Regions from separate parts of the Sus scrofa genome. Here region 1 is linked to region 2. Evidence: chromatin contacts called from public Hi-C data. All regions are on one chromosome and are shown on one strand. The core of a region is the stretch at or near the end of the contact, and the rest is flanking DNA. Distances in the headings are between cores, read along the strand shown. Region 1 has its middle 83 kb from the start of PPARG. Region 2 overlaps SYN2 (synapsin-2).

Region 1 (4,801 bases), core at 1,063-3,562, 72 kb before region 2:
TCATAGGAAAATGTGAAGCAATGTGTGTGGAAAACTGCAAAGTCTGGAGTTACAGGCAGATGAAGCAAGGGACATTGGGTAGTAAAAAAAAAAAGAAGAATGAAATGTTGGCTAAATATTTTTTTTTGGACAAAAGTAATTAATACATGGAACAAACTATTACCACAACTCTTGAGGATGAACTACTACAACTTTTAAAAAATAATCAGAAGTTGTAAAAGAATTCTAAGAGAGGAGAGGAATTGAAAGAAAAGTTTGAGTATGTGACTGGACATGTGACTTTGTCATATTTTTATTATCTTTGCCAAAAACCTCAGACTAATGAAGGAAGAAGATTGAGGAGAAGACAAGCTAAAAGCGAACTCTCTTGATAAGATCTTCTGCTTGGATTTTACTTTTTTCTTTTTTTAAAAAAGTATATTAAAAAAAGTATATTTCATGATAGAAAGCTCTCTCAAGTAGTAGTAGAAATATAAAATTATATTTTATAATTAAAATTGAAAAGAAAACGAGGTATGTGAAACTCTTCTCAGGCATAGCTAGAAGAGAGACCAAAAATAAATCTCCACCTTTGCATTTTAAAGTTCAATAGAACTGTTATAGTCATTAAAATCTGATGCTTATACTGCTCTAAATTTTGCAGTCCTTTTTGCCATAATCTTGACAAATTCTTAAGGAACCTAAATTGCAAAAACCATTTCCAACCTAGTAAAATGATCTGTACTTTCTTCATTGATTTTTTTTTTTTTTTTTTTTTTTGTCTTTTTAGGGCGGCACCAATGGCATATGGAAGTTCCCAGGCTAGGAGTTAGAGCAGAGCTGTAGCTGCTGACCTGTGCTACAGCCACAGCAACGCCAGATCTGAGCGGCATCTGTGACCTATACCACAGCTCATGGCAACACTAGATCCTTAACCCACTGAGCAAGGCCAGAGATCAAACCTGCATCCTCATGGATGCTACTCAGGTTCGTTTCCATTGAGCCACTACCGGAATTTCCATTGATCCTATTTATTAAATCTTCTGTCAGATTTTGAAACTGCTCTTAAATTTGTTCTCTTCCATTTAAAAGTTTGATAATGCAATTTATTGTTTTATATATGTATATGTGTATGTGTGTGTGTGTGTGTGTGTGTGTGTGTGTGTTTGCCAAGAATTGTGCTAGGTACTGGAGACACCATACTGGACAGGTCAGAAACATTTCCCATTCTCACTGTACACTCAGTTCTTTCCCAAAAAAACTCTGTAAATGTTCTAATGATCTCCATAGGGGTATCAAAAAATAATCTCCTTTCCAATTTGGAAAACGAGAACATAAGCCATTATTTGCTTCTTAGTAATTTTCTGCATGTCAGTCATCCCATTTTGGAACTCCTCAATCTCAGAGCAAACCCCTCTACTAGTGTATGACTTTTCCCATGTGACTCTTTAAATAAATGCTAAAGTTTTCCCATAATTAATTAATCTCAGAAATCAAAATGAAACATGTCACCAGGGTCTTTTTAAGGCCAAGAAATTTTTTGGCTATTGTCCAGCCTTCTTTCTAAATTAAACGATCCCAAAGACTACTCTTACCATCCTTGCTTCTTGATATTAGGCATTTTCTCTTCAGAGAATCTGGGCTCATATAAGAAACAATTTTGTCGCCCTTAGTAGCAAAATACTATTATATCATTTTTCATTCTTTGAATGATCCAAACTATAGCAGCTCAAGATCTTTTCTCAAAGTCCGACTCTTTGGGCCTGGTAAAAATGTACAACTAAATTTTTATGATTTATAGGTGGATTACTTGAATTATAGTTTATCATTGGTGACTCAGCTCTTTCTTACCTCTGCCACCTGAGCCAGGTTCAAGGATGCTGAAAGGAAGCTGAAATGAGTCAGGGTCAGCCTCGTTGAGTGAAATCACAGGGTGTGTGTGTGTGTGTGTGTTTATGTATGTAGGTGTGTGGCACAGAGAGAAAGACAAAGACAGATTAAATTCCCAAGTCAACTCAAGACTGTCCATTTAAAAACAAAGTCTCTCTTTTGCTGAGGTGGATGAAATCATTACAGAGAACTAAAGAGAAAGCTGGGTATCTTTTCTTCCTCCCTCCTTCTATTTCTCCCTCGCCAGGAAGAATTCTTCCTTCCTTCTCCCTTTTTGCTCTCCTTCCCCACCTTCCTCCCTTTCTTCCTGCCTTCCCTCACAATAGTGTCATCTCAGCTGAAAGCGCAGGATTCTTTGGCAGCAGGGAGGTAGGACACCTCCTTATCCACCCCTCAGTTTCGTTGCATCTGGCCCTTAGGGAGACGCTGACTGGGCTGTTGGGACCAGTGCACCCAAGCAGCCCTGCTGTGCTACCGGCTATTCCAGGAAGACAGTGGCCTCTGAACAGCGCTGTGCCTCCACTACCTCGCATCTCAGAGCCCAGAGCCTGGCTTCCTGTATTTCCTTCTCCCTCCACTTTCCGATCCCTCCTCTGCCTTTCACATTTGTCTTTATCTATCTGCCTGCCTCCCTCTGTCTCCTTTTTTGCTCTTCTCCCTGTTTCCTTCTCATTCATTCACATTTTCTCCATTTTTCTTGCAAAAACTTCTAAATTATTGTTTAAGCCAGTTTCTTTCTTTCTTTTTTTTTTTTTTTTTGTCTTTTGTCTTTTGTTGTTGTTGCTATTTCTTGGGCCGCTCCCGCGGCATATGGAGATTCCCAGGCTAGGGGTTGAATCGGAGCTGTGGCCACCGGCCTACGCCAGAGCCACAGAAACGCGGGATCCGAGCCGCGTCTGCAACCTACACCACAGCTCACAGCAACGCCGGATCGTTAACCCACTGAGCAAGGGCAGGGACCGTTCCCACTGAGCAAGGGCAGGGACCGAACCCGCAACCTCATGGTTCCTAGTCGGATTCGTTAACCACTGTGCCACGACAGGAACTCCTCTTTCTTGAATTAAGATGAGAAGCTGGTGATTTGATAAATTTAAATTTTTCAAAGGTATAATTGTTGTTAGTTTTTGTTTCCATGTGTCAGTGATCTTTGATAGAAAGAAATCATTCTTACTACCGCTTACAGCATTATCACTTAGGAAATATGTGAGCTATTCAGAGGGGGTCCTGTTAAGTTTTTCTAAATTTATTAGGATAATTTTAGAAAGAAACTATCGTAAACATTGAAAAGCAATGTTTTCATTGCTTGGTCTCCCTTGGGGAGGGGGACCAGAGGTAGCAAATAAAAATACAAGATACCAGTTAAATTTCAGATAAACAGCAAATAATCGTTTCATTTAAGTTATGTCCTGTGCAATATTTGAGATAGATACATACTAAAAAAGTATTTGTTGTTTATCAGAAATTTAACTGGGCATTCAGTATTTTATAATTGACCTTTTATGTATGTATGTAATATTTGTAAGCTGGGTGTTTTTAATTTGAGAATTAATTGTATTTGGAGTTCCTTGCTGCGTCTATATTTAGAGTTCCTTGGTGCAATGTCCCACTGAGATTTTACTGCTCCTCTGGATGGCCTTCCCTTTGAATAAAGATATGTGACAGTGAAAACATTATAATTAAAATTAATTCATCTTTCTATTTACTTCTTCCAGCATGAGGTTCTATGGGAGTGAACAGTACATTTCTCATTTATCTGTCCCCCACTAATGCTGAATTCAAAACAAGGTCTTGACTTTATATTCCCCTCCCCCCCCAGAAAAAAGATGTGTGTATTTTCTTCCTTCCAATTCCATCTAAAATGTATATGGTTTAAGGACAAAAATGTACCTACATATTCAGTTTTTGATCACCTCCCTCTGAAACAGGCATGCATTTATTTGATAAACATTGTAAAAGGGCAGCATTTCTGAGCCCCTTATAAAAGTCAGCCTTATAAGTTGCACTAGATAGATTTTTTTCTTAATCTCTCATTTAAAAATAAAATATCTGACTGGGTCACCTTGCCGTACAGCAGAAATTGGTACAACACTGTAAAATCAACTATACTTTAATGAAAATACAACAATAAAATAAAATACCTGAAAGAAAGTATAACTACACTAATCGTAATAGCTAACATTTATTGACCACTTCCTATTTGTCAGGCGCTGTTGAAACATTACATACAAAATGGCTTAAATCAATGATCACAACATTGTAAATCAATCATACTTCAACAAAACTTTTTTAAAAGACGGTGGAAAAAAGGCTTAAATCATTTAAATCCCCCAAACCCATAAGGTGAAAACTATGATTAGCCTCACTTTAGAGAAGAGGAAACTGAGGCTAGGGGAAGTTAGGTAACCTTCCATTTCCTCTGATATTAACATTATACGTTAGCATGGTACCTCTGACACAACGAATGGACTAATATTGATATATATAACTATTTAAGTCCATGCTTTATTCATAACCTCTTAGTTTTTACCTAATGTCCCTTTTTTTTGTTCCAGGATCCCATCAGTACATTGTCTTACATTTAGTTGTAATGCCTCCTCTGGTTCCTCTTGGCTGTGACTGTTCTCAGACTTTGCTTGTTTTTGATGACCTTGACAGTTTTGAGGAGTCCTGGTCAGGTATTCTGTGGAATGTCCCTCAACTGGGATTTGTTTGATGTTTTTCTGGGGTTTAGACGAGGGTTATCGATTTGGGGAGGAAGGCCAGAGAGTTTTAGCCATCGCCATTCTCAATGTATTCTATCCACCTTGATCACCCTGCTGAGGTGGTGTTTGTCAGGTTTCCCCATGAGAAGTGACTCTTTTTCCCCCTCTTTCTGTACTGCCTTCTTTGGAAGGAAGTCACAATTCCCAGCCCACACTTAAGGGGTGGAGAG
Region 2 (5,030 bases), core at 1,374-3,873:
TGTCTTGTTATCTTGAAGACTGGGATGATGTGCCTAAGGAGACTGCCAGGTCCTAAAGGACATGGACTATGTGTCTTCATCTTCTCATGAATTCCCTAACCAGTGCCCATTTTTTTCAAAGAGAAATTTGGATATATGGCCCAATATGGGAACTTTTTATGAAAAAGGTAAGAGTTGGAGTTCCCGTCGTGGCGCAGTGGTTAATGAATCCGACTAGGAACCATGAGGTTGTGGGTTCGGTCCCTGCCCTTGCTCAGTGGGTTGACAATCCGGCGTTGCCGTGAGCTGTGGTGTAGGTCGCAGATGCGGCTCGGATCCAGCATTGCTGTGGCTCTGGTGTAGGCTGGTGGCTGCAGCTCCAATTCGACCCCTAGCCTGGGAACCTCCATATGCCACGGGAGCGGCCCAAGCTAATAGCAGAAAGACAAAATAAAATAAAATAAAATAAAATAAAATAAAATAAAATAAAAAGGTAAGAGTTAAAATTGGGAATGTTTTGGAAAATTTAAGACTATCATCATTTTACCAATGTCATCAAGCACCGGACTGAGCATATAAGAGGTCCTTTATAAATACTTATTAGATAAATGACCATATAACAACAATGAAAACCAAAACAGAGTAGAGTATAAATCTTTTAAGAGAAGAATGTTAAACCATAAATGTTAAACTACATTGTATTTGGTGTCAACTCTGGTGAGCATCTCTGAAAATCCTTGGGTTAGAGAATTAAACATGAGGCCTGCTACAAGTGCCTATATATTAGGCACAGAAGGTAAAGTCAAAATAAGCCTCAAAGAAGCAGAAATTGTTTCCATCAAGACTGCAGAACCCAGCCAAGTTAGGGACACTTCAGGCCTAAGGGTCCTTCCCGTTGTGAGTTCTTTCTCTTGGCCCAGCTGCCAATTGGAAGAGAAGTCTGTAGGGTACAGTGTTTGGGTAATGGGCACAGAGGATACCAGGGCTGCCTTTTTACCTGAGCAGGGCATCAACCCCACCCCCAAACAAACACATGCACACTGATATTGGGGCTCCAACTGAAAGTTTTTAAGATTAGGCAGCAGAGGGGCTGAGGAATTTGAGCTTTGGGGTTAAATCTAAATCTCCCACTTACTAGCTTTGTGACCTTGGGCAAGTTACTTTTCCTCCTGCACCTGCCTTTCCTCAAAAGGTTTCTGTGATATAAAGTGAGATTATCAGAGTTCCCATCATGGCTCAGCGGTAATGAATCCACCTAGGATCCATGAGGATGTGGGTTCAATCCCTGGCCTTGCTCAGTGGGTTAAGGATCCAGTGTTGCCATGAGCTCTGGTGTAGGTCGCAGACGCAGCTCGGATCTGGTGTTGCTGTGGCTGTGGCTGGCGGCTATAGCTCCAATTGGACCCCCAGCCAGGGAGCTTCCATATGCCACGGGTGTGGCCCTGAAAAGCAATAAAATAAAATAAAGTAAAATAAAATAAAAGTGAGATTATCTATCGAGATATCTATAAGCACCTGTCCCAAGTAGGTGCTACATAAGATACAACAGGAGATGGTAATGGTGACACTGATAAGCCTTTTCCTCTGAAGCTTTATTGTTTTTTAGGTCTCATTCCCGTGATGGATCACCTCCTTCAGTGTGCTCCTATTCCTGGGCTTCAGGGAACTTCATTCAGCTGTGATGGTACAGCCTCCTCTGGGCTCCCTGACAAGCCAGCAGTGTCATGCCACTGCCTGAGAGGGACACTCAGATGAATGATAGGAAAATCATACAGTTTGTGGAGCCACTAGACTGGCTCCCTCCCCCAGGACCTCACCTTGTACCACTGACAGCTGTCTATGACTCGCCTCAGTCACTGATCAAGAACAACTTAAGATGTTCTCCCCCCAGAGAAGACATATTTTCAGAGACAATTATGGAGCCAAGACAGCACCAGGGCAGAACCAGGGCCAAGAGGGAAAAGCTCCTAAAGGTAGGCTTTCACTTACAGGAAGCACTTCCTGTAGTAAAAGGAGTGGAAGAGGCTGTCTTAGGAGGTGGGTGTGTTCAGGCAGAGGCCAGAGAATTACCTGATAAAGACACTGTAGAGACTATACCTTTATTAAATATGAGACAGATTAGATGAACATATGGTTTCTTCCAACTTTGAAAGCTTATGATTCCAGGAAAAACTCCAAAAATCCCACAGATTAAGTTCTGATGGTAAAACTCACAGCATGAGCTGAGAGGGGTAACCATACCATGAAGCCTCGCCCTGGCTTCCCTTAGCCTCGGAAATAAATAAATGAGACACCCAAGGATGAACTACGTCCCAGAGCTCCCTTCCAAAGCTTTAAGGAACGAGCTTCCAGAAGCTGTCCTCCAGGCTGGAGCCTGGGAATGCGCCTTGGCCACCCTTGTCTGGCGCCTAGGGAGCTTCTCCTGTCCCCGGCTCCACTCTTCACTGAAGTTGTGGACGGAAGATCTCCCAGGGGTTATGGGAGGCGGGAGGAGAGTCCCCCAGGACTGTCCCTTGCCAGGCTGAGACTCTCTGGTCCCGCCTACAAGCCTTCCGTCTGCTGGGGCTGAGGGCCTATTCCCTGTGGGGTTTGGCTACCATGGAATCTGTCTCCAGTCACCAAGAGCCGCCTGGGATGCTGAATTCCACAGAAGTCTGGCCACTCTGGCGTCACTGCCAAAGTCTGGCCTGTAGCCAGCCCACAGCAGGAACTCAGGGCCAGACTGAGCTGCAGCATTTCCCTCAGGAAGCTGGGTTGACTCAAACAGGTAAGAATGTGAGGTCCAATGCTTGTGCCCAGCTGCACACAAAAAAGAGGAATGAATGGGCTTACAAAAGCATAAGGAAAAACCCGCAAACAATCCTGGGCTTCGGGAAAGACAAGCTCAGTGTTAGTTTGTAATGCTGCCGCCAAAAATGTGATGCAGCTGGTGGTGCATCAGTGTCCCAATAGGGGGAGGTCACAGGTCCATTGCTCTTTGGCTGATAAGCCTCATGAGACAGCAATGAGACAGAACACCGGTTCTGGGCACTTTTTTTTTTTTTCTTTTAGGGCCACACCCTTGGCATATGGAGGTTCCCAGGCTAGGAGTCAAATCAGAGCTGTAGCTGCCGGCCTACACCACAGCCATAGCAATGCCAGATCTGCAGCAACATTGGATCCTCAACCCACTGAGCGAGGCCAGGGATCAAGCCTGTGTCCTCATGGACCCTAGTCAGCTTTGTTTCTGCTGTGCCATGACGGGAACTCCTCAGGCACTTCTTTTAAGGTGGACACCAGTGGAATAAAATAGGTACATGGAGCAGATAGGATGGTGAGAAATATGAAATGACATCTTTCCTCATGTGACTTTGGGCAACTAACTTAATCTCTGAGTCTCAGTTTCTCAAAAAGGGCTATCTAAGAATTAAATGAGGTAACTGTGGAAGTCCCCAGGACTGAGTAGAAGATCATTAGTCAAATGTAAATTTGATCAAGGTCAAGGGCTGGCATGGGTAATAGTGAACCTCCTGGCATTAGTGTTTAAGCAGGGCCTGGACATGCAGTTGATGCCATGCAGGGGCTCATGCAGTTGAAGGCAGGTGACTTCTAAGGCTCTTCTGGCTCTGGGCTTCCATTAAGTCCTTCATGCTCTTTTTGGTCCTATATGTGACTGAGGTAGGAGACAAGATTCCCTTAGCTGGAGTCTTGAGCCCACCAAGAATCCAGGGGTATCAGGCCCGAGCAGAGGTATCCTGCAGGTGCAGGCTTTAAGGCGCTTGCAAGGAGAGTGTACTGCTGCTCCCCATCCAAGCAGACCGGACTTGGGTCCCGCATTCTGAGACCATGGGCGTTAGTGACCAGGGAAGCCAGGGAAGGGAGAGCAGGAGAGAGTTAGTGAAGCTACCCATGCCTCCAGGTTGGGAGGTTCAGGATGGGCTTAAAGGAGGGGGAGAGGGAGTGTTTCCTCCACACAGGGTCACAAGGGCTGGCTCTCTCCATTCTTACCATCCTTACACTCTGATGAAGCATCAAAAGGGCACAGTGCAGGGTACTGTAGAGCATTCCTGGAACTGGGGACCAAAAGATCTAGCTCTCCTAGAAGCTGTGGGACCCTGGACAAATTATTTGCATTCTCTTTGATGATATGTAAAACAGAGATAGAAACACCAGCTCAAACCATCTCAGGTTGTGAGGCTCAAATAATCACTGTGCTTTGTAAACCAGGCATCATTACTTTTATTTAAATAATAATAAATACCAATCCAAAGGAATTAAGCTTTAATGTTAGGATTTTGTGCATCAATGGAGAAGATATTGTGGAGTGGTTTCTGTTGCCTGGTGCACAGCAGTTCAGGGTGGGAAGGGGAGGGTGTGGATTCTGGGTTAGGCTATGCCATGCCCTCTGTATATCACTGACTTGTTCCAGCAAGGTCCCTGAAGATGCAGAAAAGTCATTTCAAAAACAGTGAATGTTAGCTCTTGAGCTGATTAGAAAGGAAATCACTGGTCTGGGAGAGAAACCAAGCCCATGGATGAAGGTTTGTGGGTTTCTCCCAAAGGCACCTTTAATATGCCATCCCATGGCTTTCAGCAGACAGGATGGGAGAGAGGAGCTCCTCTCTGAGGTCCCAGCAGGATGGAAAGTTGAGGAAGGAAAGACATCCAGTGACTCAACTCCTGAGAGCTGCTGGCCTGAGTCCAGCTGCCCCCACCACAGAGGAAAGCCAGTGCTTGCTCAGCATATCTGAGACAGGAAATTGGGAAAGGGTCTCAGGGTCTGGCCCCAGGAAAGAGGCCAGGCCAGGCTACTTGCCGGACACGCCACAGAGCTATTCTGATCAGCTCCCCAGGCCCTGCTCCCCCGGTTCAGGACCCCAGGGGGAATGAGGCAGCGGGAAGGAATGTGGTCGGGAGGCTGTAGGTTCAGTCAGAGCAAAGGGGACAGCATGTTTGCAGGCACCTTGGGACCTTTCTGGGATCACTCCTGCAGGCACCAGTGCCCATCTTCCTTCTTCTGAAAGGTTATAAAAGGTGCCCAAGGATGAGCCCCTCCTCCAACGGCAGCACTC

The links. Hi-C and Micro-C count contacts between places; a contact is called where the count stands out from the background.
Region 1: a Hi-C map of retroperitoneal adipose tissue shows a contact between it and region 2, with 1.8 times the contacts expected there. The contact joins two enhancer-like sites. A contact is called at or near these places in 2 of 47 Hi-C or Micro-C datasets (retroperitoneal adipose tissue and subcutaneous adipose tissue) and 2 of 2 datasets of contacts at active chromatin or transcription factors (alveolar macrophages and skeletal muscle).

The regions. Positions count from the first base shown.
Region 1 is chr13:68,278,287-68,283,087 of Sscrofa11.1, reverse strand. No RefSeq gene overlaps it. Among named protein-coding and RNA genes, the nearest start is that of PPARG, 83 kb to the left of the region's middle. Within about 2 kb of position 2,312, at least 1 of the 83 cell types and tissues checked has an H3K27ac peak or open chromatin away from gene starts, as enhancers often do. A contact at or near this core is called in retroperitoneal adipose tissue, where this site is marked.
Region 2 is chr13:68,206,409-68,211,438 of Sscrofa11.1, reverse strand. The region is part of intron 11 of SYN2 (synapsin-2); the gene reads right to left. Among named protein-coding and RNA genes, the nearest start is that of TIMP4, 18 kb to the right of the region's middle. Within about 2 kb of position 2,623, at least 16 of the 83 cell types and tissues checked have an H3K27ac peak or open chromatin away from gene starts, as enhancers often do. A contact at or near this core is called in retroperitoneal adipose tissue, where this site is marked.